Regions from separate parts of the Mus musculus genome. Here regions 2, 3, 4, 5, 6 and 7 are each linked to region 1. The links are chromatin contacts, called in public Hi-C, promoter capture Hi-C and targeted proximity ligation maps. All regions are on one chromosome and are shown on one strand. The core of a region is the stretch at or near the end of the contact, and the rest is flanking DNA. Distances in the headings are between cores, read along the strand shown.

Evidence for each region. Promoter capture Hi-C pulls out the DNA fragments that hold promoters and counts their contacts. Hi-C and Micro-C count contacts between places; a contact is called where the count stands out from the background.
Region 2: a targeted proximity ligation map of large pre-B cells shows a contact between it and region 1, with 4 times the contacts expected there. A contact is called at or near these places in 4 of 39 promoter capture datasets (the 3T3-L1 cell line, liver, pre-B cells and 1 more) and 3 of 130 datasets of targeted methods (astrocytes, embryonic forebrain and large pre-B cells).
Region 3: a contact with region 1 is called in a promoter capture Hi-C map of liver, with 2.6 times the contacts expected there. A contact is called at or near these places in 4 of 39 promoter capture datasets (the 3T3-L1 cell line, the C10 cell line, liver and 1 more) and 3 of 130 datasets of targeted methods (embryonic stem cells, extraembryonic endoderm stem cells and large pre-B cells).
Region 4: a contact with region 1 is called in a Hi-C map of B cells, with 8 read pairs. A contact is called at or near these places in 12 of 39 promoter capture datasets (the 3T3-L1 cell line, the C10 cell line, embryonic stem cells and 4 more), 7 of 484 Hi-C or Micro-C datasets (B cells, CD4 T cells, adipose-derived mesenchymal stem cells and 3 more), 7 of 130 datasets of targeted methods (the 230-238 cell line, astrocytes, embryonic stem cells and 4 more) and 3 of 9 other capture datasets (adipose tissue, embryonic stem cells and liver).
Region 5: a targeted proximity ligation map of pro-B cells shows a contact between it and region 1, with 4 times the contacts expected there. A contact is called at or near these places in 4 of 39 promoter capture datasets (the 3T3-L1 cell line, the C10 cell line, pre-B cells and 1 more) and 3 of 130 datasets of targeted methods (astrocytes, large pre-B cells and pro-B cells).
Region 6: a targeted proximity ligation map of embryonic stem cells shows a contact between it and region 1, with 3 times the contacts expected there. A contact is called at or near these places in 3 of 39 promoter capture datasets (embryonic stem cells, hippocampal neurons and pre-B cells), 6 of 484 Hi-C or Micro-C datasets (CD4 T cells, cardiomyocytes, cerebral cortex and 1 more), 10 of 130 datasets of targeted methods (astrocytes, embryonic forebrain, embryonic stem cells and 2 more) and 2 of 9 other capture datasets (adipose tissue and liver).
Region 7: a contact with region 1 is called in a promoter capture Hi-C map of liver, with 3 times the contacts expected there. A contact is called at or near these places in 10 of 39 promoter capture datasets (the 3T3-L1 cell line, embryonic stem cells, hippocampal neurons and 4 more), 2 of 130 datasets of targeted methods (the 230-238 cell line and pancreatic cancer cells) and 1 of 9 other capture datasets (adipose tissue).

What each region holds. Positions count from the first base shown.
Region 1 is chr19:23,139,173-23,143,097 of GRCm38.p6, forward strand. Klf9 (Kruppel-like factor 9) reads left to right here and starts at 2,054. Exons shown (of 2, transcript NM_010638.5): 1 at 2,054-3,087. The coding sequence starts at 2,583.
Region 2 is chr19:21,569,321-21,573,245 of GRCm38.p6, forward strand. No RefSeq gene overlaps it. Among named protein-coding and RNA genes, the nearest start is that of Gm38486, 25 kb to the right of the region's middle.
Region 3 is chr19:21,629,067-21,632,991 of GRCm38.p6, forward strand. The region is part of intron 1 of 1110059E24Rik (RIKEN cDNA 1110059E24 gene); the gene reads right to left. Among named protein-coding and RNA genes, the nearest start is that of 1110059E24Rik, 22 kb to the right of the region's middle.
Region 4 is chr19:21,651,374-21,655,298 of GRCm38.p6, forward strand. Abhd17b (abhydrolase domain containing 17B) reads left to right here and starts at 1,936. Exons shown (of 4, transcript NM_146096.3): 1 at 1,936-2,220. 1110059E24Rik (RIKEN cDNA 1110059E24 gene) reads right to left here and starts at 1,418. Exons shown (of 4, transcript NM_025423.2): 1 at 1,234-1,418. The coding sequence starts at 1,335.
Region 5 is chr19:21,711,268-21,715,192 of GRCm38.p6, forward strand. No RefSeq gene overlaps it. Among named protein-coding and RNA genes, the nearest start is that of Gm41818, 10 kb to the right of the region's middle.
Region 6 is chr19:21,776,478-21,780,402 of GRCm38.p6, forward strand. It overlaps Cemip2 (cell migration inducing hyaluronidase 2), which reads left to right and starts at 1,863. Exons shown (of 24, transcript NM_001033759.2): 1 at 1,863-2,309.
Region 7 is chr19:21,816,494-21,820,418 of GRCm38.p6, forward strand. It overlaps Cemip2 (cell migration inducing hyaluronidase 2), which reads left to right. Exons shown (of 24, transcript NM_001033759.2): 12 at 1,430-1,518. Among named protein-coding and RNA genes, the nearest start is that of Cemip2, 40 kb to the left of the region's middle.

The DNA of each region.
Region 1 (3,925 bases), core at 804-3,303:
AAAGGCAAGATTTCCAAGATGGCTTCCCTGCTATACACTATTGTACATATTCTCTCTATATCTATATATGAATCATATACATATATATATATATATATATATATATATATATATATATATATATCACATGGATGTCATAAGGGTCTTGGGCCTGGGTCCTGCATGAAGCATGTCCTCTGTACTCTCATGATGTGATGTGATGGCAGTGATATTTCTCCATGGGTTAGCACTTCCTGTTATATTTGTTCTTTTCCCAGGAAATGACCTTGTGTGGTGTCTTTCCTGCATAACTTTAAAAGTCAAAATAATTTACCCTACCCTTCAAACTGGAAGGGTTCTTCTGAGACCCCCCCAGAGAACCCGGTGGAGGTATCCAAAACATTAAGGGTTAACCACGAGTGGGAAAGTTGGGGTTAGATATTGTGAAGTTAGTGTCTCATAGAGAAAAAGTGCCTTTCATACTCAGGATAAATGGAGGGATTTTTTTTGGGGGGGGGTTCGAGACAGGGTTTCTCTGTGTAGCCCTGGCTGTCCTGGAACTCACTCTGTAGACCAGGCTGGCCTCGAACTCAGAAATCCGCCTGCCTCTGCCTCCCGAGTGCTGGGATCAAAGGCGTGCACCACCACCGCCAGGCAATGGAGGGATTGTAAACCCGCAGTGTTGACTGTATGCCCTGCTGTAGATCCTTAGCTATCATGATGGAAAACAACCCAGCACTCATCTCAGGAAGAAGCACACTGAGTTCATCAGACTCCCAACCCCACACTAATTGTTGACCAAGTAAAGCCACAAGATTCAGTTGTTAAGGCTCTCTGGATGATTCCAGTTCTCAGGACTATTTAACACAGTTAATATTTCACAGGGGTGGCTCCTCTAAAGCAGAGTCAGGAATCGGGAACCCTGTGCTTTTTTTTTTTTTTTTTTTTTTTTTTTTTGAGTTCTGCGGTCGTCTACCTGATAAGGTAGACCAGTCTTGTTCTCTACAATTGTGAAGCAAGAGGAAGGAAAGGCTTGCCCAGCAGGAACAGGGAGGAGTCCCTACAAAGAAAAGGATTTTTTCAAGTTATGCAAATGCAATGTCTTATTGGTCTCAGTTTATGGGTTAAGATAGCTTCAAGACAGAGCGAATTTAGAGTCAAAGGCGCCCAAGGAAGTAGGAGGTTTAGCAAAATGCCAAGATGGCGGTGCTTTTGTGTAAGAACCATTTAATACGGAACCGGATCTTTTGTTAGCTGTGAAAAATTTTAGATGAATTTCTCTTGGTTAATGTGTGGGGTGAAAGAACTTTTAAACATCTAAGTGCTGCATTCCAAACAAGAACGAATTGATGCTGTCTCATCCGAGTCTGTCCTTGGACAACGTGGCCTGCCATATCGAGGGTTTAAAATTTGACTCACACTTAGTTTATTAAGCACCCCGTCCTTCCATCTATATTTTAGAGTTAGCACCAGCAACACAAATATGAAAAGATCTGTCCGATTCACTTCTGCTCCGCAGGTTTACAAGTGTCGGGCGCTTCCTTTTGGAACGCCCTTCTGATTGGCTGAGCCAATGCCAGTGACATCAACCAACTTACTTTTGATTGGAAGCCTGGTTGCTGGGACTGTAGCGTTTGCAGGAAGTCACTTAACTGTTTGAGGGCTGGGAACCCGAAGTTGAAGTTCTGTTTCGTCCCTAGGGATGGGCGTAACTGCCTAGGGGAGAAGCGTTCCCAAGCCACGCCAGCTGGCACGTGGGCCGGGAGGCGTAGGCGCGCGCGCGGTCTGGGCGGCATCTGCGGGGATGCGCAGCCGCTGGTTGCCGGGCTCCGAGCAGTTTCCCTTTTAAATGTCAGCGTTCGGGGCTGGAGGGGCAGCACGCGGCGGCGGAACGGAACGGTCGGATTGGCCGCGCGCCGTAGTTCTAGACGCACCTCTCCACCGAAGGGCCCTTCTGACTGGCAGGGGGAGAAAGTAAACAGAGTTGAATCACCCTCCCCACTGGCCAATTGGAGGGGGCCTGGATTGTGACGTGATGGGATTCTGCGAAATTGTTACTGAGCTGGAGAATGCCGGAGAGGCGCGGCGCGGCAGGACCAGGGGCTCAGCGGCCGTCGGCGGACGCGGGAAGAAGTGTCTCGTAGGCGCGGAGCCCCACTCAGCCCCGGCCCCCCTCGTCCGCGTACTCGGCTGATGCCCCGGGGCGTCAGCTCGGCGGAGAGGCGGTCGAGGACGTGCGCCTGGCTCGCAGTTGGCTTTCTCTGGGACTCCGACACGTTTGCAGTCGAATAAACTTGCGACCGCCACGTGTGGCATCTCTCCGAGGAGGGCGCGCCCATCGTGGGATCGCGCGGGGCGCCGGGCAGGGCGGCGGCGACAGCGGCGGAGCCGGCCGCGGCTGCTGCGTGCGGAGGCGCTGCCGGTTACGTAAAGATGAGGGGCTGAGGTCGCCTCGGCGCTCCCGCGAGTCGCAAGCTCCCGCGCCCCCGCCCCCTCGGCCGCGCCGCACCGCGCTCGTCGTCCGAGGCCAGGGCAGGGCTAGCCGAAGCTCCGCAGCCACCTTCAAGTTTGGCCGCACCGCCCGGGCTGCCGTCGCCCGCACCATGTCCGCGGCCGCCTACATGGACTTCGTGGCTGCCCAGTGTCTGGTTTCCATCTCCAACCGCGCCGCCGTGCCGGAGCACGGGGGCGCTCCGGAAGCCGAGCGGCTGCGACTACCTGAGCGCGAGGTGACCAAGGAACACGGTGACCCGGGGGACACCTGGAAGGATTATTGCACGCTGGTCACTATCGCCAAGAGCTTGTTGGACCTCAACAAATACCGACCCATCCAGACCCCCTCGGTGTGCAGCGACAGTCTGGAGAGTCCCGATGAGGATATAGGATCCGACAGCGACGTGACCACCGAATCTGGGTCGAGTCCTTCCCACAGCCCGGAGGAGAGACAGGATTCTGGCAGCGCGCCCAGCCCACTCTCCCTCCTCCACTCTGGAGTGGCTTCGAAGGGGAAACACGCCTCCGAAAAGAGGCACAAGTGCCCCTACAGTGGCTGTGGGAAAGTCTATGGAAAATCCTCCCATCTTAAAGCCCATTACAGAGTGCATACAGGTTAGCGGCGTCGCCTCTCCCCCGCTTCGGGCTTTAGCTAACCTTTGGCCGGCCAGCATTCCTGGGCGCCCAGGACACCGCACTCGGCCTAGAGGCTGCAAACATTTTGGAGAAGATGCTGCTTAACTCCTGCACTCTCTCCTTACTTGGCTCCAACCTTTAGGAGCCACCCGAACCCACCCCCACCCCCCCAACCGCCGCTCTGAGCAAGTGGCTTGCGTGGCTCGGCCTGGAGCCGGCCCGCCCCTCCCTTACCCGCCCCGCCCCCGGGACTCCGTACCCCGCCGCTGCGGGGTCGCCCCACCTGGGGAGACGCTGGGGGGTAGGGTAGTCAAATGGCGCAGCTTTTATCCCATTCCCTGGTGGGGTTGCAACGGAGGGGTCGGCCTGGGAGGGGAGCCGCACTCTGCGTGAATCGTTTTAGGATGACTAAGGACTCATTTAACTGGATGGCGGCTACTTTTCAGGGCTTGCCAAGGTGGTTTTAAATTTGGCTAAGAGTCCCCTGAGAGGTTTAAAATAAAACTGCTTCAGGCTGCAGGGGAGACTGATGAAGGAATGGATGGTGGATTAACTTCTTGACTAGTTAGCTTTCCTAAGGAACGTGATTCAGTGCTGATCTGTTCCCATGTGACTTATTTGGTCTCATGCCTGAAGCCTTAGGAGAGAGGTGTGGTCTTTGCTGGAGTTCAAGGCCTCACGGATGAGTGTGGGGGCGTTCCTCTTAGCTGTAGGCCACGCAGCACACCAACGTGGCTGTAAAACCATCTGCTCTAGGGAACTGGCTTTAGGAGCTTAGTAGGACCCTGGTCAACTAGCTCTGGTGGTTCTAGTTAAA
Region 2 (3,925 bases), core at 826-3,325, 1.6 Mb before region 1:
CCTCTGTGAGTGGAACAGCCTGGCCTATAAAGTATGTTGCAGGAAAGCCAGAGCTACACAGAGAAACCATGTCTTTAAAATTAATTAATTAATTAATTAATTAATTAAAAGATCAGTTTACTCACATACTTTATTCTTTCTCTCTCTCTCTCTTTCTCTCTCTCTCTCTCTCTCGTGTGTGTGTGTGTGTGTGTGTGTGTGTGTGTGTGTGTGTGTGAGAGAGAGAGAGAGAGAGAGAGAGAGAGAGAGAGAGAGAGAGATTACTTGAGTTTTTGCTAAAGTCTCACTCATTTTCAGGCTCTGGGGACAGTGTTAGTGGCACAAACCAAAAGGATTGACTTTCCCTCCTATGGTCATAGACTTACACTCTGGGACAGCCTGGGCTGGGTTCCTTCTTTTACAGAACCTATGCCAGGGCGTCTTGATCAGAGTTAGTCCTCCTAAGGGCAAGGATGGGGGTCTGTGGATGTGGCTTCTGCTCATTGGTTCCCTCCAGTCTCCCTAGCTTCAGGGCCTGTGCTTTCTTCATTTTGCCCAGGACAGACTCTTCCATCAAATCTTCCCAATGCAAAATAGTTCTTTTTAGGTTTATTTGGTTTTGGGATTTTGGTTTTTCAAGACAGGGGTTCTCTATGTGACCCTGGAAGTCCTGGAACTTGCTCCGTAGACCAGGCTGGTCTCAAACTCACAGAAATCTTCCTGTCTTTGCCTCCCGAGTGGTGGGATTAAAGAAAATAATTTTTAAAGATCAAGGACCTGTCAACCTTATTCATGCCCTATATTTTTCTGCTCCTAGAGAAAAGCCTAACTGGCAGGACATCAGTGTATTTGTATTCGCTGACTAGCACATCAATTCTAATTTCCAGTACATGGTAGTGCATGTATGTAATGCCAGGACAACTGAGATATACGTTAAATCTGGACTGTGTAGTAAGATCTTGTTTTAAAAAGAATAACAAAACGTCAGTCTAGATTTCTATGGTCTATTTATATTAATAATTTTTGAGTTTGAACATTTTGAATATCTGTACTTAGTCTATTACCCATGTAGACTTAAATTAAGACAATTGACCTTAAGGGTAGAGCAAACCTGGGTTTTAGTACTAGCTTTGAAATCTCTCACTCTACTTCCTAAGCAAATTATTTAAGCCCTGTTTCCATCCATTTCATTACATTTGATAATAACAATAATAATATCTTCCTCATAAACTGATTTTAAAATTAAGGCGATGTGGTATGTGTTAAGTCCTCAACCAACACAACACAAATATATATAATATAAATATATATATATATATATGTACATATATTTTTTTCTTGTACTCATCCCCAAAACAGTGAGACTCAGTGAATTCATCAGATGGGGTTTAGACAGGCTAGAGATAGACATGAGGTATTCCCTATTGACCTTGGGCATAAGGCATTTCACATTGAGAGGAACTGGGTGAAGGAAGCCGGTTGAGCCATTCCAGAAATGCCTAGCGCATGCAGACTACGGGCTGAATTAGTCCATGTATTCGTTTGAAAGTATTTTTCACACCTCTCACCAAGAACAGTGTGCTAAGGCAGGATCAAAGGGAATCAATGGTGGCTCCTGCCCTGCAGGGGCTGCTTCCAGCAAAGAGCACAGTTGTCAGAGGCCTATACCGGCTCCTGCTGTTGCCCTGGCAGCATAAACACAGAAGAAAGCAAGCAGCATTTCTCCACGTGGGAGGCAAGTAAGAGCTGAATACGAGAACAGGATCCTGTTGCAGAGGTTTGAGACAAGGCTCAATGGAGGTCCCTTGCAAGATTTTGAATACGGAAGTGAACCAAGTACCAGAAATGGAAACGATAAACAGATCAGCAAATACTCATTTATTTTTTAATACACCCATACTCACCCATCTTCAAACTGGCACCATCCTTTATAGTTAAATCAATCCCGGGCCTCTGAAGCTGCCTGCAGTCGTCACTTTGTATGGAGAGAGGCAGTAAGATTTGCAAACCCTGCTGCCTCTCTGCCTCTAGACTGCTTGGGTTGATGCAACTACTTCTGGCGGCTGTGGTCATGCGACCTCCAGGGGGCGCGATTTCCCTTAGTTCTGGTGGAACTGTGGTTCTCAAGCCAACATGAGAATTTTGTTAACTCAGTGTCGCTGGGTCCCATTCCCACAGTTCCTGGTACAGTAGGTCCGTAGGGTGGACCAAAGAATGTGCACTAGTAATGTGTCCCCAGGGTGTACTGCCTGTGCTGATCCACAAGAACCTAAGACCCTTCTTTAAAAATAGGTAAAATGGCTAGAATTTTGAAAGGGAGCCTTTCTATAAAGTCCACAAGAGAAAGGAAAAACAAAGAGTGAAATTTAAAAATTAGGTTGGGGGATGGGGGCGCAGTTCCCTGGGAGAAAGGCAGTTCTCTGGGACAAAGCATGCCGGGTACAGGAGAGGCCCTGGGCTCAATTCCTACACCATATCAAGCAAAGACAACAGACAGAGCTAAGCCAAGCAACCATGCAACTTATATGTTGTGGCCGTGAGTCCTGGATGCTAGCTGGTCTTTTCCAGTTCCCATCTTCAGGGTAGCTGTCTACATACTTTGATTATCGGAAGAGGTTTTAGCACGGCCGTGCCAGGAAAAGGTCAATGGAAACACAGTGCGGAATACAAGAACGGCACAATCCGAACGAGCAATGTAGTCGTAAAATAGAAGGACACTTTTATTTCCTTAACAGACCCTTCTTTATGTCATGTCTGCCTCCAGTCCCAAGAGCAGAGTTTTGCTTTGTACCTTGAGAATGCCTAAGGAATATCAAAAGTAAAACTGAATTCCAACACTCAGCACCCCCTGGTTGGGAGCACAGCCCACCATACCGACATTACTCATCTGTTCCCAGCTGGCTATATTTATCCTGTGAACTTTGAATCGCATGTTATTTTTAACATAACTACAGCTTTCCCGATAGCACCCAGTCTAATAAATACAGATGTCTTCTGTATTTAACCTCTGGACTGTGTCTTCCTTGGACGAAGTGTCTTGTCAAAGAGGATGAAAAAGCTCTTAGAAATCGGTGCTCAATGGCCAGAATGGTGTTTATATCAACACCAGGGCTTGGCACAACTGTTGGTCATTCTTGAAAGAAAAAAATCTGCACAAGAGGCCTCCCTTAAAGAAAGTTAATCTCTAGTTACCGTATGTATCATCTCTCGGCTACTTGAGAGCTACTAAATGCCCATGCATAGCCCCCCGCTTCTTATTTAGTTTCTGTTGTTCTCTGCCCTCGAGGAGGGGAGACCAGAAAAAGCTCCTTTATATCCCAAACACCCAAGGGCCCTAGATTACTGCAAGAACAGTAGGAGGCGAGGAAGATGGGGAGAAGATGGCCGTGTCCAGACCCACTTGAAGCTCCTCCGTGAACATCAGTTTAGATCCCGATACACAGAAGATGGAGGCTAGATGGAGAGCAACAGAGCAAGAGGGATTCAAACAAGTTCTGGTAGCTGCGGATCCACACCCCACTCTCTTCTCTGCCGGATACATCTCAGACAACAGCGTTTTACCTGTCACTCAACCTAACGAGGAGGTGTGAGAAAGAAGCCAGAGCTGAAGCAATCCTGAAAGGAATAAGCAACACAGTTCTATGGAGTGTGAGAACTGGAGCAAATGGGGTGGGGGTTGGGGGGAAGGGACGACGGAAAGGGGAAGAGAGAGAAACTTTCTCAGGATAAGCTGTTCTTGTCACCAGTCTACATTCACCCGTGTGCGTGCACACATTCATCATGATGGTGGATAATTCTTTCGCAGGTGCAACGCCATGCGTTTTATTCTCCCCGGGTGACTAATGAACTAAAGTAATTTTGTTTTTCTTCTTAAAATTTTGTTTTCATTTTTAAGTAGAATATAGTTCTATCATTTCCTCTTCCCTTTTCTCCATCCCAGCCTGTG
Region 3 (3,925 bases), core at 420-2,919, 1.5 Mb before region 1:
TGAGGCATGCTTCTGCTACATATATGCAGCCCAGGCTAAAGCCATAGTCATTTTGAAACTCTTACTTCTACAGCACTGCTACTTAAAGATTGGTTATAAACATTTTAAATATTAAAAAAAAAAAAGGCCAGTCTCCAATGAGTAAAATACACTCTAGTATTTAAAATACCTAATTTGCATGTATGTACCAAATATGTAAATATTTGGTTTCACTATGTATCACTTTAGTTAAAGGCATCCGACACATAAAGTGAGGTACATCTCTATTTGTGAGATAGAATGACCTTTTACCCAAAGCCCATCTTTCTTTCACTCACTCCAAATTTATCACAAGAGAGAAGCAAAATGCACACTGGTCCTCAGAATGCTTCTCTTGCTCAGGAACCTGTAACCAAGTCCTTCCTGGAAACCAGGAAAGAATGTTGACAACCCCCCTCCCCCCTCCCCCGCTCCTCCAGCCCCCCCCCAACCTGCCTCCCCTCTCTCCTTGTTTACTCAACATCATCTGCAAAAATAAACAATCACATTTTCACCAGGAAACTGAATAGAAAATGAGTTTGGGTCATTCCAAACAATGGACTATTCTCTCACTAGGCTGGCAGATCTCCCCTCAGTGGCAATTAAACAGAGGGCCTGTGCTTACACTGGCTAACTCAGCAGCCAAGCACACTAGGAGGATTTTTCACTGAGGAACTTCATGTAGACAGTCAAATGGCACCACACTGGCCTGCAGGTGGGAAAATGTGCTGGTCTGTCAGAGAAAACCCACAGCTACTTTATGCACCTCACTTTTCCTTCCTTCCCCTGGTGCTCAGGATCTAAGGCAGGGCCTGGCATTCTCAGCAACCCGGCCCTACTCACACACTGGTAAGGAAAACAAAGTAAGATGGGATGCATAACGCAACACATAACTATGACAATTAAGCACTGTACTTTTTTTTTTTAATTTATTGGTGTGTGTGTATATGGTGTGTGTGTATGTGAGTGAAAGAGAGAGAGAGAGAGAGAACATGCCACATGTGGGTGGTCTGAGAGGTCATCTGGAGCTGGAGTTACAGGCAGCTGAGAGCCACTCTATAAGCGGTGCTTAGAACCAATCCCAGATCCTGGGAAGTACAATAAGAAATCTTAAACACAGAGCCACCTTTCCAGTCCCAAGTACTGTACCTTTAAAATACCGGAACTTTAAAAGGACCAGTAAGAGCCTGAATAAGGACCTCCAGTAAAAAGGTTTGGATCCTTCCCACTGTGACCCCACTTAGGAAAGCACGTAACGAAGTAGAAAATACCGGCCTTCTTCTGCGGCAGGAAGCAAACCTAGGGCCTTGGGAAAGTTAGGTAAGCACCCTACCACCAAGCTACATCCCAAGTCAGAAAATATTTTTTTTAGTAAAGAATATGCAGTGTGACCCTAAATAAAACTCCAAGAACACAAAATGATACCTCTTAAAATAGGAAAATCTGCCTTGAGATGGTTCGCGCAGGGTTACTTCATGTTTTACGGGAATGTTTCCCGTTGTTTCCAAGCTACTGTTGCGACTTTCTGACTTCAGGTCATTTTCAGCAAGGAAACGTTCATCCAAGGAAACGTTCTGGCTTCACAGAACGCAAGCCTTTTCTCCATCAGATTTCACTGTAGATGACGACAGGGTCACAGTTCCACCAGGGGATTGTTTGTCTTTCTGGACAGTAAGGTTCATCTTAGAGGCAAGAGGGCATCTCCAGCCCATCTGATCCTTTCAGGGTTGAGACTTCCTGCGTTAGTTATCAACTTCCTCTTTCTCAGGACAGGTGCGGCACTAGCACCCTTTGTTCTCAGACAAAGCATGCAAGCGTGACTTCAGCATTAGCAGTGAGACTCCTGCTCTAACTCCTGTGATAAAGTACTGTGGCCAACAGCACAGGAGATAGCGGCTCTCTTGCAGACACCCTTGCTGTCTCCAATTCAGATTCAAAGGCTCAACCGCAGCAAACACTACCTTAGCAATCACATCTGTTCTTTCTTTGTCCCAAATGTCATCTTTAAAAAGGTTTCTCGTTGGTTCCAGTAAACACATTCCAGGTCACTTTTTACTCCTTCAAGGCCTGGGCTAGGGATACTAAAAAAAAACCAGAAATATCTGCCGAATTGCCGCCATGCCTGTGAATTTATTGTTATTCAATAAAACCATCATAGAAACGCAAAACATGTTCCCCAGCGTTTCTGCCACAGGAACTCTGAATCTGACCCTCATCGCGTTAAAGCAAAGCAAAGGAAGCAACTGCACAACAAAAGCCAGAGATGAAGAACCCGGAGAAAGGAAGCCCAATTACCAAGAGCTGTCTGTTTCCATTGTAAAATATCTGTCCTATGCATTGGGCTAAATCCCTGTTTTGATAATGCCATGCATCTCCAGAAGGCTTTACATCGCCAGCTGCTTTAAATCAGTGACTTTCAATCTCTCTTCCCCTCAAACCCGTCAGCTAGTTCTTTCTGTCTCATTTTAGTACTAAGTGCCTCATATAAATGGAGATATACAGCTTTGGTCATTTTATAACTTATTTCACTTAGCAGTACCATCATGGGTCACAGATGCAGAATACCTCAGAATTTCCATCCTTAAAAATGCTAATCATTTGGGGGAGGAGAGGGAGAGGAAACTTCAGTTGAGTTGTACTATATTAGAGAATAATTGTTTTAAGTGAAGAAAATATGCTAATATTGTTCCAGTATGTGTATGTAACGTATTTTGCTTATCCAGTCATACCTCTGTAGGCTTTTCTGACTGCTTCTGATTTTAGCTATCATAAGACATACTGCTATAAACTGTATAAAATTAAACTCAGGTTTTAATTCTTTTGGCTGTATAATCAGAAATACAGTCTTAGGGTCATCTGAGAATTCTGTTGCAAATTTTTTAGAGGCTATTTTATAGCTCTGGACTATACACCCATCTTCATGTTAGTACTACACTATTTTTATTAGCTTTGGCATAATTTTGAAATTAAGAAATGTCAGATGTCCCTCTTAGTTCTTTTTCTTTCCTTTTTTTTTATTACGTATTTTCCTTAATTACATTTCCAATGCTATCCCAAAGGTCCCCCACACCCTCCCCCCACCCACTCCCCTACCCACCCATTCCCATTTTTTGGCCCTGGCATTCCCCTGTACTGGGGCATATAAAGTTTGCCTGTCCAATGGGCCGCTCTTTCCAGTGATGGCCGACTAGGGCATCTTTTGATACATATGCAGCTAGAGTCAAGAGCTCTGGGGTACTGGTTAGTTCATAATGTTGCACCTACAGGGTTGCAGATCTCTTTAGCTCCTTGGATACTTTCTCTAGCTCCTCCATTGGGGGCCCTGTGATCCATCCAATAGTTGACTGTGAGCATCCACTTCTGTGTTTGCTAGGCTAGTCTCACAAGAGACAGTCTTAGTTCTTTTTCAAGATTCCTTTGTTTATTCAGGATCCCTTGAGATTTTTGTGTCAGTTTTAGAGTTTTTCCAAGTCTGTACAGAAGTCCCTGGAACTCCAAATTGGACTGAACTGAGTTTGTAGATAACCTTAGTAGCACTGATATCATAATATTAAATCTTTTAATCCATGAACATGAGATATTTTTCACTTATCTAATGCCTTTTAAATCCAGCAATGGCTTACAGCTTTCACAGTAAATCTTTTATATTTTTAGTTAATTCTAAGTTTCCTTTCTCCACCAACTATTATAAACTAATTATTTAATTCCCTTTTCAGAGTACCCATTTTTAGTGGTGAGAACTGTAACAACATTTGTGTATAGACTTGTTTCCTGCTACTGTCCAGAGTACATTTACTCATTTTAACTGATAGAGTTCTGGGAATTTTTGACATATAAGGTCATACTAGCTATTAATAGAGTAAATTTACCCTCTTTTTAATTTGTGTGTATTTTGTGTCCCTTTTCT
Region 4 (3,925 bases), core at 686-3,185, 1.5 Mb before region 1:
GGCCAAATTGTGGATTAATCCATTTTCTTTACCAACTTCTCTCCATAATATTTTTCTAAAATACAGGAAAAGCAGGTTTATGGACGAGTGTCTGCTAATGTGGTCTGAGGGCCCTGCTTAAACTATTTTTTTTTATTCTTCACTGAACTGCCTTTCCCTTTAGCAACTTCTATTGAAATTTGTAATTACAGATCCATCTGCTGACTGACTGTCCATATTACTCAGACAATTACAAGCTCCGTAAAGGCAGAATCAATAGTTTTGAACACTGTCTACCAGGGGTCTAGAACCCTGCACGTGAAAGGTATTTATTAAATATCTGAGAAACAATGAAAGAGAAAGACAGAGTACAAGTTACTATGGATTGCCTTTTTAATGTTTTAAACGTAATCACCTGCTGACCACCTGTTATGTCCCAGACTAGTTACTCTTCTGTTAGCTTCCGAATAATCCTATCAGATTTCTTATCTGAGGCTAAAGGTCACAGAAATTACTAAATTACTTCAAGGAACAAACTTAGGAAATTTGAGCTCTTGTTTCTGTAAATATTAACTTTATCTGATGTAAGCTGGCCTCCAGGACGACTAAAGGCCTTTATCCGCTCCCCATTCAGTTATGGGGAAGGGGATCGCTATTCACAGAATCACTAGTCATACATATCTCAAGTAACAAACAGTCTGAGTTTTCTTCCACTTTACACAGGTCCTGCTAAGTTAATTGTATAGACAGCAAGCAACCATTTTTACACAAGCCAAAACGTTTGCTCCAACACAAAACTGAAATAACATCTTGTTGATAAGGACAGTGACGCTAAGATCGTACTCCCTACAAACTTATGGGTTTGGGAGTTCTCGGAAAAACAGTCGCTGCAAAGAGACACTCGGACGAGTGCCTTCATTTCATTTTCTTATTGCGGGGGCGTGATCCAGGTGGGAGCATCCAAGGCGTCAATCGCCCCATCGGTACCTTAGGTTGGATGAATTTAAGCTGCCCTATCCAGTCTCGGCGCCACTACTGAGATGTGCTGACCATCAGATAGATTCACGGAACAGAGCCAAGCCAAAGAAAGGGCGTGGGAAGAATATTTGAGACACGATTGCACTGCAGCCAAGACTAACTGGGCTGCAGTCCACGCTCGCCAACTCCTCTCCTTTCCTCTCTCTGTCCCCTTTCCTCTCTCTGTCACTTTTTTTTCCCCTGGGATGGCAGTCAGAACAACAGGCAAGGGCCTACCTTGGTCTGAACACTCTTATCAAACTTGTCATTTTTGAAGGTGAACGTATTCTGGTGCTTCTGAGGCCGGGACCGAGTCACGTTGCCTTTCTGGGAACTCATCACCAAAATCTCAAGCACTGTAAATCGGTGCAGCCTTTAAGTTACAGGAAAGAGTAAAGACGTTCCCGCCCCAGATTGAGACTAAGGACAGTGACCCGGAAGAAGTTCTTCTACTCTTTCCGTCCCAGCCCCAGGTCGGCCCACGTGACTCATTAGGGAGGTCACGCTCGGCTCTGCCTTGCCGCACATCCTCGACTACCGGCTTCACGGAAAGCCTTCCTCGGACCCAAGGTGCAAGTCCGGCTTTCTTCGAATCTAGAACTCCCCCATTGGCTCGAACGCGGCTGTCCATCACGGCGGAGGGACGGAGATTCCCCGTTCCTATTGGCTCTTCTTTTCCGCAATCCCCGCCTCCTGCCGAACGCTCCCAACCTGTCTCCCGGCTCCGTAGCGTAGCGACTCCGCTGCGCAGTTTGTGATTGGTGGAAGGTGGGCGAGGCCGGTGCCCTGATCGCCTGCAGCCCGGAGCCCGGGTCAGCTTCGGCGCCCTCCTCCAGTCACTGAGCAGCTCGAACCGGGCCGCTCGCCCCCCCGCCCCCCGCCGCCCTCCCAGCTCCCGCCCGCCGCGGCCGCGCGCTCCGCCGCCTGGCGGCCTTCGGAGGTGCCAAGGAAGGCGGGCTGCGGAGAAGGCAGCACCGGCCCTGCGCTGCGGACGGCGACCACGGCCGCGCGGGACCTCGGGCCGGAGAGCCCCGGCGGCGGCCGCCCCTCGCGGCGGAGCCGTTAGTCAGCAGAACGCGAACGCGCGTGGAGGGGCCCCACGAAGCGCGCCCGGGCACCGCAGCTCTCTTTCGCGTCCTCGCCGGGCCGGGCCGCGGGCGCAGAGTCGGCGGGCGGCGCCCCGCGGAGGACAGCGCGTTGGCGGCCGCGGCCGCCCAGCTGCAGGTGCGTGGGGCTGGGCTGCTGGGCCGTCGGGGGGTCGCCGCTCTGAGCTGGGGACCAGGCCGGGTGGCTTCGGAGCGGAGCTACCGAGCGGAGAGCCGTGCGTCCCGGGCCTCCTCGCCCGCAGGGAGGACCGCAAGATGGGGTCGGGCCGCCGCTCCCCTCCCTGGATCTGGGCCACTTCGGGCCCTCGCTCTCGGCTCGGTGTCCGGGTCCCGCCAGCCTCGATTTTAGATGGAGTCCGCCCGGAGCTTGAGCTGGGTATCCCGCTCCGCTTGTCGCGGGAGCTGCTTTCCATGGCTTGAACTTGTATCATCTCTGATTGAGAACTCAAGGAGGGAGAGGTTGGATTTGAATTGAAAGTTGGAGAGTTCTGTTTGAAATTGTATTTAATATTAAACCAGGAAAGTTGTGTCAAATTATAGTGTGTGGAGGACGTTCGGAGAGTTTAACCTCCCTCCGCTTCTGTTGAAAGAAAGAAAGAAAGAAAGAAAGAAAGAAAGAAAGAAAGAAAGAAAGAAAGAAAGAAAGAAAGAGAGAGAGAGAAAGAAGAAAACGTTCAGAGCCTTAATCTTGGTGATTTTTCTGTCAAAAGCAGGATATTTAGTTTCATCAGTGCTGCTCTGATTTAAGGCAATGTGAAGCAGATTTGGTAAGGATTAGAATAACGGGGCCCCGCGGAAAGGGTGACCTTTAATTTTTTTCTGATAGTTTATGAAAGGTATTCCATTCCTTGTGCAGTATATACTGCTTGATCCCTAGGATTTACATTTTTCAAACCTTCAGCGTATAAAGAGAATTTTGGACATCTTGGGGCAGTACCTAAAACTACTAAGTCTTGAGTAGAATTAATTAGGTGCGGTTTGTGATTGACATATTTGTTTACATTAACGGGGATTTTCAATCAACACTTATTTTAGAGAATGTGTGTCCATATACTTGGCGCATGGATTCAGTTGGGTAATAAATCTACTCGTAGCCAATGCAGTATTTTGAATATCACCATTGTTATCGGTGCCGGTGTCTTACCAATGGAAAACGGAGAAGGCGAAGGTGTTGGAAGTTGAAAATGGATACAATATCTGCTATGCCTTCGTTACTGTTTCAGATCTTGGAGGAAATTAGTAGCGCCTTCACCGTATTTTGACCTCTCTCTCTTCTCCTACTCTAGTATTAATAAGGTTAATTGGCAAGGATAGGATTAGATTTTCAGTAGGCTAGGAAGCTTTAAATTTGTCCCTTGGTGTACAATACACTGGTTAATAAGTGGTTTGTTTACTTGAGTACCATCGCTCATTTTGCATTGTGATAAAACGACAGCTGAAAAAGCAGGCTCTTGCCCACCCCAACGCATAGACTTACCGTAAAGTACTGGGACAAGATAATGTTTTAGTAGCTTAATAAACTCAGTAGTCCACAGTCTATCACTGAATTGATCTACAACCCCAGGCATGCGGTTCTTGGCTGAATCCGTGTCCACATTCATAATCCAGAACTATTAAAATGTGCCACTTGTTGCTCTTGCAGAGGACCTCTGTTCCCTTCGTAGGACCCACATGGTGGTTCATAACCATTGCTAACTCCTGTTCCAGGGCACCTGACACCCTCATTCATCTGATCTCCATGGACACCAGGTCTGGTGCATATAATATGCATGGAGACAAAACATTCATACATATAAAACAAAATCTAAATCTCTCATTTAAAA
Region 5 (3,925 bases), core at 859-3,358, 1.4 Mb before region 1:
AGAGAAACCCTGTTTTGAAAAACCAAAACAAACAAACAAAAAAGTACAAGGTTGTATTTGGCAACCTGTGGAAAGCCACATGTGCCGTTGCAGGGTGGCACTGGCTACAGTTGGCCACCACGCATACATAGGCAGTAAAGTTTTTTGCCAAGATGAGGTTTTGAGAATTAACCAATCAGATGAGAGACATATTAACCAATCAGAAGAGAGACAAGTTAACCAATCAGATGAGAGAGAAGTTAACCAATCAGATGTGAGACATGCAAATGAGGTGGTAAGCATAACTCATGCATAACCAATCCGGGTGTGAGACACGCCTCTCCTAGGCCTATATAAGCAGCACCAGTTCTGGGCTTCGGGTCTCTTCGCCTCTGCAATCAAGCTCTCCCAATAAACATGTGCAGAAGGATCCTGTTGCAGTATCATTCTTGCTGGAGAGTCAGGGCGCGCACAGGAGCAACCCTTCTAAGGGGAAATTTTTAGATATGGACATAGGGGAAGAAAATCTAAATGGAATATGTTAACTTCCTCATCTAGGAAGACCTAGATACTAATTTCATGATACTGAAGTGGCTAAAATTTTCAGAAGAGAATAATGGAAGGGAGCAAGCTGCATTTGAAAGATATTTTCAAAGGACTTCCTTGATTTCTTAGCTGAGTACTACTCTGCATATCCAGTATGAAATCCCCACTTCTAGGAAAGAGTGAAGATTTCCAGGTTCTCACATGGCTTGGGGGCATTTGAATCCCATGCATCCAGACCTCAGGGACATCTCTGGACATGCAGGGCTACTAGAGATCTTTAAGAAAGCTCATATCTTAGTAATAGGTACTATAAAAGAAACACTAGTTTTAATATTTAAAAAAATGTAAACTGATCCAAGGGGTTGGCAATATAGGCCAGTGACAGAGCTCTTGCTGATCCTGTGGAAGTCCCTGGCTCAGTCCCCAGCAAAATAAAACAAAAGAAAACAAAATTTTAGCAATGTTTTTAAAGCCTTAAAAAAATTAAGGTAATCTTTGCAAATATTTGCCTGCAGGTGTTTCATGCTTGTTACCCACAATAAAACAAGATACTGAAGGAGGATGATCATGTGAGGCCAGCCTGGCTATATAGAGAGACCCTGTTGAATGGCAGGCAGGAAGGAATTTTTAAGGAGAAAACCAAAATTTCAACACTTCACATATAGTACAGCATCCAATAAAACTCAGCTTGTAAAAAAAGGGAATGGCTTCTGGCATTCTTCCCACACCTAGAAGAAAAGATGATACAAGTCCAAAAGTGACAGACATTATGGAATCACTAACCCGAGGGGTTGTCATGGCTAGTTTTTAAGTCCACTTGAGACAAGGTAATGTCATCTGAGAGGAGGGAACCTCAAATGAGAAAATGCCTCTATAAGATTGGGCTGTTGATAAACCTGTAGGGCAGTGGTTCTCAACCTGTGGGTCAAGATCCCTTTGGAAGGTTGAACAAGCCTCTAACAGGGGTCACCTAAGACCATAGGAAAACAAGGGTCCACAACGGGTGATGATGTAGCTAAGCCACTGGCATTGAGTGGCTGAGGGATTTACAAAACAAGTTCCAGGACAGCCAGGGCTACTGGGAGAAACTCAAACAAACAAAGAAGGGGATAGCATTACATGATTTTTCTATTTAAAGAGAGAATTTGTATCTGAAAAGTTATCTCTGCTGACCAAATGAGACCATTAAAGACAAATTAAAGTATAAAGGCAGGTTTATTGTGTGTGGGAGCAGCTCCTGGTCTAGTTCGCTGATCACACAGGAGGGGGGTCAGTGAAGTTGTTGTGGAAAGGGAGAGAGGGGAGAGGGAGGAGAAAGAGAGAAAGCGGCTCCCAGAGGGAGAAGAGAGTGTATCAGGATGTCTAGAGTATATAGTGAAGAGCCACTCCTGTGAGAGGAAACCCAGCCCTTGGGTTGGAAACTTCAGCATAAGACAGTAGGGTATGCCAGCCAGGCCCTGTAACAGGTAGGGACTGAGGGTTGCTGGGAGAAACTGGAGGCAAGGTCTGCTTTGATATGTTAAATATACTCTTCAGTTGCTTGTTCTGGGTTTGAAACCCAACAGTAGCCACTCAGTTTGGGATTTGTCTCTGTGTGGTTCTTTGTATCTGCATTTTCTTCCTTCCACACGTGGTGGTGGTGGTGGGGTGGGAGGGGCTTTATCTTTGGCCTCTTGTTTCACTTCTCATTTCTCCCTTCCTTTTCCCTCTCTTCTCTCCTTTCAGAATTTCTCATGCTCTGCCAAGAATGGATACTTTATGAAGCTGTTATATCATCCTAACCTGAGAAAATAAAGCAAGCAGTAACCACTGTGCCAGATTGCCTTCTGTTGCTGCAATAAATACTGTGGCTGCAAACAACTTGAAGAGGAGAGGGTTTATTTTCTGCTTACAACATGGTTCTAATGCTTTGATTGGGAATCTGTGTGAACGCTGAAGGTTCTGTTCTCCAATTGGTTGTTGATCGATCAATAAAGATGCTAGCAGCCAATGGTTGGGCAGAATAGGTGGGACTTCCTGGTTCCTGAAGGTAGGCTAGAAGAGACAGAAGAGAGAAGGAGGGAGAGTCTCCAGCCATTGGCTGCTTTCCCAGCTGTCCCTGGGGTAGCAGGCAAGAGACTAGAAACACAGCTAAGCAGAGGACAGAGCAAGGGGAGCTGAGCAAGGAGAAGGTAACCAGGCAACTAAATTGAGGGGAGATTTAGAGGTGTTGAGCTGGGAGTGAAGGTAAGGGCACATTAGCCTTGGGAGGCTTAGAAGTGCCTGACCATTGAGCTAAAAAGCATATTTAAAAGCAAGCTGTGTGTGTGTCTTTCATAAGCAGATCCAAGGGAACGGGGGCATTGGTAGTGTGGTCCACGTTGAGCTTAAAGCAGGATAGTAGAAGTTACACACTTCAGTCCAGTCCATCTTTGAGGTATCCTGGGCAGAAATCTGGAGGCAGGGAACTGAAACAAAAGCCTGATTTGCTCTGCCCCCCTTTTCTCAGCTTCCTTTCTTATACAATGTAAAACCACCTGTCCCCGGGTGCCACTGCCCTCCCAAATCAAGCATTAATCAAGAAAATGCCCCAAGCTTGCCTACGGGGTAGTCTGTTGGAGATAATTTGTGTCAAGCTTTCAAAACGGAAACAGAAAATCTACCAGCATACCAGGAAACCACGAATGCTTACTATTGTGAGAGCCAACGTTTTGTTTTGATGACTGCCTAAGAGAGCCAGGAAACAAAAAATGCTTCTAACCTGTAAGCCCCTTGCCCTAATGCTCCAAAATGGTGGAGGCTATTGTTTATGGGAGATTACAAGCCTCTTGTTTCCACTCCCCTAAACAAGTTTGTTTGACCCAACTGCACTGGACGTATTTGATCACATGTGGTAAGTGTGCCAGAAATACATCAGGATGTAGACTTGCCCTTGATTTGCCCTGGTCAGAAGTACTATGGCCTTCTGGGATTGCCTTTTAAAAGTTTATGCGAGGCATAAGTCAGCCATTTCCTGGGGAGAGAGTCCATCAACCTGACCAATATTTAATTGGCTTTAAAATGTGGCGGCGGCAGCAGCAGTGGTGGTCTTTTTATCGAACAGTGGACTTAACACCATTTTATGATAAAATGTAAAAATCTCTGGTGTCAGGAAATAAGTGAGTTGTTGATTCATTTTGAAAATAAACAGAATCTGACCTTCTCCACTGCCATCGGGGGAGGTGGGCTACTCAGGTTTTGTTGATTTAGGTTAGCTGACCGCATTTGTTCCCCACCCTAGCAGCATGTACTAGGCATGGTGCCAAGGGAATAAATTCTCCTGTAGCGCCAAGCTTCAACTCTGTCTGCAAGTAAAGTAAGAGGGCATGCAAGGACAGTCTCTTTCCGCTACCATAGCCGTTACTCATGACGTCATATTTCT
Region 6 (3,925 bases), core at 613-3,112, 1.4 Mb before region 1:
GTACCTACCATTGAGGTCGGAAGAGGGCATTGGATCCCCTGGAGCTGGAATTAGAGACAGTCATGAGCTGCCCTGTAGGTTTCTGGGAATCAAATCTGGATCCTCTGGAAGAGGAGCCCAAGCCATATCTCCAGCCCCCATCCTCCCTTCTTGAGTTCTAAACATGTCCCATTGAGGCCACCTTAAGAGTCCTTCCTCCTTTGCAGTTTGTCATAGAGAATCATCTGCTCTATTATGTTAAGTCCTCCCCTTTTCTCTTCTAAAGAGGGACTGGGGCTGGAGATGGCAGATGGGTAAGGATTTTGTGACGGCTCAGATGTCTCTGGAGCTTCTCCTTCTGCATCTTTCCAAGGTTTTAGTTAACTGTGGGTTCGGTCCAGAAGCATTGCCAAAATTTACATTTGCAGACTCCTCTGACTCAGTCCATAGAGCTTTGTTGAGGCATTTCCAAGTTTTTTAGGATCTCAGGGGATTCTTATTAGCCCCAGTCTGGAAACATTGGTTCAGTTCTACCAAGTCCTAAACCAAACCTTGGAAATAGGGTATTCCTTTTTCTGTCTGCTGGTGTATCATAGCTACACGGTTGAATTTTTACTGGAAGGGGGAGAAAACAAACAAATAAACAAACAGACAGACAAACAACAGTGAGCCTGAAAAATGAACAATCCTGCCTGTACAGTATTCAATGAAACAGTTCCCCAGAGGCGACACGTCCAACTCCGAATTAAATAGAGGATGATGACTGTCCGGATTTGGCAATCTGGCAGCTGTCATTAGCTCCTGACCTCGTGGTCTGACGGACCAAGCCAGGTCGCGCCCTTTGCTGCAGGAAAGGCTTTTCCTCTGCCAGAGCAACTTCCTCCAGGGGACCGGGTGGTGGCAGGGCTACTCATGCCACCCGGCCAGTATATTCTGCAGTAGGGTGGGCTGAGGATTGGTTTTCAGTGTTGCATCTCCGCCTCCTGCAAGCTTCAGCCACTCTAGAGTAGCGTGGCCAGAAGGCGTGACCAGGCCTAGGTATATTTATTCTGGCCTTAGTGTGAGATGCTGGGGCTGCTCCAAGCTCCTAACCAGAACTGGACAACGGTCTGAAGTCAAGAACACACTGACTCTGCTGAGAGGGCTACGAATCCAGCTTCCTTGTTGGCCAGGTGGGGGCAGTCGAGGCGCCAGGACCCGAGGCTCAGAAAGTTTTGAGTGAGGTGGGGGGCTTGCGGGATATTATTGGGGGAATATACTGCTATGCCGAGTCAGCTTCATTCCGGAGCGATAAAAGATGTCGAACTCAGCTATTGGATGATAAAGGAAGAGAAAAGAGTTCAACCCTGTGTGTGTGTGTCTCAGGGGTGGTGGTGGTGGTGGTGGTGGTGGTGGTGTGTGTGTGTGTGTGGGTGGTGGTGGTGGTGGTGGTGGTGGTGGTGGTGGTGTGTGTGTGTGTGTGTGGGGTGGTGGTGGTGGTGGTAATAGGGGTTCAGCAGCCTGGCTAGACCCGAGAAGATGCAGGTTCAGTTTCGAGTGATGAGGGGTGCAGGCTCAGGTCGACTTTGTCAAGAGGTGACAAAAAAAGCAGTATCAGACTCAGCTGGGATGATGAGGTACACAGACTCAGGTTCAGGCCCGCTGCTTTTCCTGAACTCCCAGGTAGTCATCTGTAGCCGAAGGTCAAGGAGCCGCTGGGAAACCCTGGCCGCCGACGGTGTTGGCGGGCGTCCTTCCTGCTGAAGGCAGCTGGAGGCGCTGAGCCTTCGTCTGCAGCTTGTGGTGGGCGGAGCCTCCGCAGGTCTCGTCCCTCTGACAACAGGCCCCGCCCACCCCGCCTTTGACCCGCCTCCCTAGCTCGGGGCCGCCTGCCCAATCCGCAGCACTCTCGGCCCAGCCGAGCCGGCGCTTGTGTGGCCGGAGGCTGATTAGAGGGACCCTAGCGAGCCGCGGCGCCCGCCGAACCGGGGACCTGCGCGGCTCGGGAACGCGCCCTGCCTGCCGCTATTGTCTCGGAGCCGCACAGGCTCGCGCCGCCCGGACGGCGATTCCCCTCCTCTTCCTCCGGGAGGGAAGGATCCAAGAGCGCCAAGCCGGGCTGGCTGGAGGAGGTGGCCGCGAAGGCGGAGGGAGGAGCGTTACTCCCCGGCCCCGACTGCTTCTCCTCCGGCGTAGGTTGCCGCTGAATTCAGAGCGGCAGCGGGACGCGGGTTCCTGGCCATGGAGAGGAGATCTGCACGCGGGGACTCCAGGAGCTCTGCTCCCGCTCCTGCTCCTCTGGCCATCGCGTAGACACCTGAGTAGACCGACGCCAGGAGGGGGAGGGGAAGGTAAGGCTCCTCTAGTCCCGGGTGCCCAGCCCCGCCTCCTTGGCGGTCCCAAGGGCCCGGAGGGCGCAGACCCGACTTGCGCACCTTGGCGTCCTGGAGGCCTGGCTGTCCCTGTGCTGGCGTTTTTTTGCCGAGAAGCACAACATCCTGTGGGTTCCAGCGTCCGCCTTTGCCGGCGCCTTCCCGCCGGAGTTCTCCCATACATAGCGCCCCGAGACTCAACCTTCTTCCATGAAAAGGGGTCCTTAGGAATAGAGGTTTGATCCCCTTTTCATCCACTTTGTGTTCCCGGGGAGGTTAACAATGGGTCTTTTAAAGTCGGTGTGAACAGCCCTAAAGTTTCTGGAAAGGCTGCGTGGGGGACGCGGACCGCAGTGAAAGATTGATGGAATGTGCATTGTGGAGCCTTGGCGTCTACAAGAGCACGCTTGTGTAAAGTTTGGGGGGGAGTGTGGATCTTTGTCTCCTACTGTTCCCCTGAGTTGGTGTGACCCTGCTCCGTGTGGTAAGGCGCAGTTTCAGAATCTGGGCATCTTTAAAGCTGGGGACCAGTTTTTAGCACAGGACCTCACTCACCACAGTTCCTTGGCAGAGTTGGGAGGTCCTGGCAAAGAATGGGGTTCTCACTGCGAGTACCCTGAGGTGCTTCACGTAATACTACTTACTGCCCTCTAGCAATAAAACCAAGGTCTCTGCTGGGGGGCTGGTGTTTGTCACCAGACCCCCTGTGGAGCAGAAACACTCCCCTTAAATTCTCCGCCGAAGGTTAGGAGAACAGACTTTTGACACATCTCCTTTCTTCTGCAGTTGGGGTTAAAGGTAGAGTGCCTGTCTTTTAGGAACTTCCATCTGCTCCTGAACCACACAGTGTGTTGGACTGACTCCCTTGTGCTGGTGACTAGTCTGATGCTACACAGTTGCACATGTTGAAGGGCTGCAGAAGTCTTAAGGGCTCTTACCAGTAAAAAGAAAATTTAGAGGAAGAGGAGGCAGGAGAAGAGTTTCATCAAAGCTTAAGGGAAGCCTGAATTCCCATTGCAACCAGGCTTATCTGTTGGAAATGGCCACTAAACCCAAATACAAACAAATTATATATATCCCTAAAGATTAAGAAAACTTGACCCATTAGCACTGGTCTGGTCTCCATATCCTACTCTGGTGTGTCCCTTATTGTCTTTCCCTTTGAGTTTGCATTTCTGGGCAAAGCAAAATGTGCACCAGGCATGCTGTTCATTTAGTTAACATGGGACAGCTCGTGATAGTGTCTTCTGCCTTTAAAATAACATTCTTTATTTATGTGTAGGGTGGTGAGTCGGGGCTGGAAATTTATCTCAGACTTTAAGCTCACTCTATCCCATACTGTGTCTGATTTTTGTCCTCACAGAACGGAAAGTTAAGGTTAGACGAGAACTCTGAGCCGTCACCTGTTCTCTGTCAGCCTGTGGATGAGAGTAAGCTGAGGCGTGGTGAGTGTGCATCTCTCTGTGTGTGTGTTAATGTGTGCGCAAGACATTAGCATCTAAATTCTTCTCTGGTCTCCTAGGAAGTTCTGTGTAGTTGGGATAGCGGGTCCATGGCTAATTGTTTGAGGTAGGTCTCCTCTCTTCGTCTAGCCA
Region 7 (3,925 bases), core at 793-3,292, 1.3 Mb before region 1:
GGGCACCACTGTGGCTGTGTGCCTGTGGCTGTGTGCACCTGTGGCTGTGTGCACCGCTGTGGCTGTGTTCACTTGTAACCATAGAGCAGGTGCAGGCAGAGTCAGGAATGGCCGGTGCTTGCTGGCTACCAGCCTAGTTCCAGGTTCAGGGAGAGACACTGTCTCAAAAGAATATGGTGAGGGTGATAGACAAGATAGCTGGTGCTCTGCTCTGACCTTTGTAATTGTGCGTACAGATTCATTCTCCCCCGCACCCCCCACACAATGTGCATATACAGCATTTGAATCTAAGTGTTACAAGAAACTGAATTCCTTGAACTGAGACAAGAAAAACCTGCTGTTATTGCTGTGAGCTGAGTAATTGACTAAGACTAATATTTAGAAAGTAGCATCTCAAAGGGAAAAAAAATCTTTAATTTTTCAAAATTATATTTGTGATGTGGAAACTATCTCTAATTAATTCTTGGTGTCATGTGCCCTGACAACACACTCACTTATCTCACTAATTGTAAGAGTATTAAATCTGAGGGTATAATTAGGTTTTAATTTGTTAAATTTGGGAACGATTATACGGAATATTTTATAACCAAAGGAAATTGAACCTTTGGAGTCGTAAAAAGAAGCATGCTATGTCGGGATCAATCATCATGCACGTGTGCACTTAGACCAGCCCCTGTGGCTTTGCATGCAAGGCTTGCTGAATCTTCACCTAGCCCAGGTCAGCTACCATGTTGAGATGGCTGTTTACAGGGTTATACCTTAGTGTTTTATGAATGCATTAAAACATTCAAAATGGAAATCCTTGCCTGATTTCTCCATTTCTATTTCAGCGAATTCAACAACTAGTTCATTCCGTGTTTGACCTAATCAAGGCTATCTAAGCTTCTTTTCTTGGCCCCAGAGAGCTCATCAGTTACACTGAGCTGTCACCTCTCTGCTTGGGAGGGACCTGGGTCATTTCATTTTCCTCCTGAATGACGGATGGCGTTTCTCCGTTCCTCCCTGCCTCGAGAATTTTGGCATCATGTAGTCTGACGTCCTCTCCCAGCCCCGAGGAAGCTGCATCTAGGTCTCATTTTGCCAGGGAATGAATATGTGTGTGTCTGTATATATGTATGTATATATATATATGTATGTATATATATATGTGTGTGTGTGTGTGTATATATATATATATATATATATATATATATTTTGGCTAATCACCATGTAAAACATTAAGTGTACACTAAATGGTTGTTGAATGGCCAGATGGATAAGCTAAAAATATCACTTTTCATGGCCCCTTTGCTCCCCTGCCACTGTTTCCCCCCAGCCCCCCATTTCCAGGTCTGGGTGAAATGAGAAGCCGAGATGTATTCTCCCAGCTCCTTATGCATGTGGATGTACCTTCGGATCCATTTTCACTTTAGCCCCTTGTGTATTTCAGGCTGGTTTATTTGTGGACAAAGGTGTCAAAACGACCAACGCCAGTGCATCTGACCCAAGGGAGTACCTCTGCCTGGATAACAGTGCAAGGTAGGGTCTGTTTTCTCCTCATTGTACACCTAGGCTTAACCTTCAGGGGGAGATCATTTGCATTCGAGCACCTGGGGTGCTTTTTGATGGCAGCATATGTAGATGAAGTTTTGTAAGCTCACATAAAGGCATTTATCTTTCTGAAATGCCGAGGAAGTTGATGGCTTCCTTGTTCCTCTTTCACAGTGGAGATGGTTGTGAGAGCGAGTTACAGAGAGAAACAGAAAGAGAAAGGGTAACAACGGTTTCAGATTTGAGAACAAAGACTCACTCCCTGAAAAACAAGTCATTCCCCGAAACCTAAGCGTATAGAATTACAGTGAACGCGCAGATGTGGTAGAGCACTGGGTTTTGTTTCAAGGGAATGATCCCAGATTAAGCTGGCTCTAGTTCTCCTTGGTAGCCTCAGGTTAACCTCCTGGCGGGCTGGGTTACTCTCCCATGTAACCACATAACGTGTTTGGAATGTGGGCCAGTGTTACGGCGCTCTCTCTTTCTCTCTCTCTTTCTCAGCCAAAGTACACAAAGCATCTCAGGTGCATAGAAAGTGTTCTGGTCAATGTTGCAACCTGAAGTCACACTCAGTAGCAACCAGGAACATACTGTTTTTCTGTACTTCACGTTTATTGACTGGATCATGAAGTTGAAAGGAGATACATTGCAAAGGCTTTTGCTAGATGTAGGAAAGACACATGACCGGCCCAGTTGTTAAGGGAATAAAGCAGGAGCCAGACTAAAGGTGGCTGGATCGGATCTAATGTGCAAGGCAGGACTCGCCTTACACTGTTGAGAGATGAGGTTAGGAGAAGCCGGACAAAGCCCACATAGTGAATTGTGCACAGGACCCCGAAGGTCAAGTTAAGCATGAAACCTTCGAGAGCAGTGAGCAGTGATCAGGGAACATTTAAGGCCCCAAGGTGATGAACCTGGGATGCCAAAAAAATGGGCCAAAACTTAAGGAGGACCACTTAGATGAGAATAAAATTATGAAGCAAGAATATTGGATGTCCTACTTTGCTTCCTGTTGCTGTGATGAAAAACGCCATGTAATAAAAAGCAACTTGGGGAGGAGAGGGCCTATTTCAACTCACAGGCTACATCCTAACTGAGGGAGGCAGTGGCAGGGGCTCACAGCAGGATTCTGATGCAGAGACCCTGTGGGGATGCTATTGCTTACTGGATCTCTCCCTTGCTTTCTACCTGCCTAGGGATAGTGCTACCCACAGTAGGCTGGGCCCTCCTGTTTCATTTAGCAATCAAGAACATGCCCCACAGACAAGCCAATGGACTAGTCTGATCTAGAAAATTTCTCAGTTGAGGTTACTTGTTTCTAGTTGACTCTACTTTATATCAAGTATATCAAGTTAGCACTAAATAAAATTAGCATATTGGCCTAATCTCCCCGCCCTCCCCGCCAAAAAAAACAAACAAACAAACAAACAAAAAAAACCCCTACAAAGTTGCTATTGGAAAGTTGCCCGTGTATTTTTTATTATGTTTGTTATGAGACTAGACTCAAGATGGAATTCAGTCTGGTCTAGAACTCACAGGGCCTGCCTGCCTCTGCATCCAAGTGTTGGGATTACTGGAAGGAGCTACCAAATCTGGTCACACCTGCTTTTAAAAAGGTTTTTTATAGTTGGTAGTTTCAATGAGTTCGTGCCAGAAAAACTGTTAAACAGTTGGCTTCTTTTTCTGCCTTGAAAGAACTTATCTAAGCCTGCTGGCTGAGCTGGCTCAGGGCTTGCGTCACAAGTGTGAGATGTCAGTGCAACCTCCCTACAAGGCAGGCGAGGTGCCAGGAGAGGTAAGGGGAGTCCTGGGATTGCTGAACAGAGTCCAGCTGAATCATGCAGCACCGGGTCCACTGAGAGACCCTGTCATGAAACTAATGTGAGTCGTGAGTGAGGAAACCAGCTGACAGGAGCATCCTGCCTCCACACATGTTTGTTCCCTCATGTTTGTATGCATGTATGCAAAGGCCACGCTATGTACTTTATATGTTTGTATATAGTATGTACATGGATGGAGGAATAAGTATATTAAGAGGCTGTGGACATTGTAACTGGACTCCTCATTATGGCTTCAGAAGTTTGTTACTAGATAAACCTGTACGTATTATGAAAATGGTAATTATTCCTTCATACTCTGAGTTCTCTTACCAGTTTTCAAATGCAGACATACTAAGGAACTAGACTCCATTAGTAAGCTGTAACCTCAGAGCTAATTATAGAAGGGGAATGACTAGATAGTTGGCAGCTGTATGTATGTGTGGAGCAGTGTGCAGACTATGTCCACGTGTGTTCATGCAACCCAGACATGAGTAAAAATGACAGGACACAAATGAGTAATAAATAAATCAGGCTGTGAGCTGAACACCGGGCTCCTGGGATCTAGCAGATACACT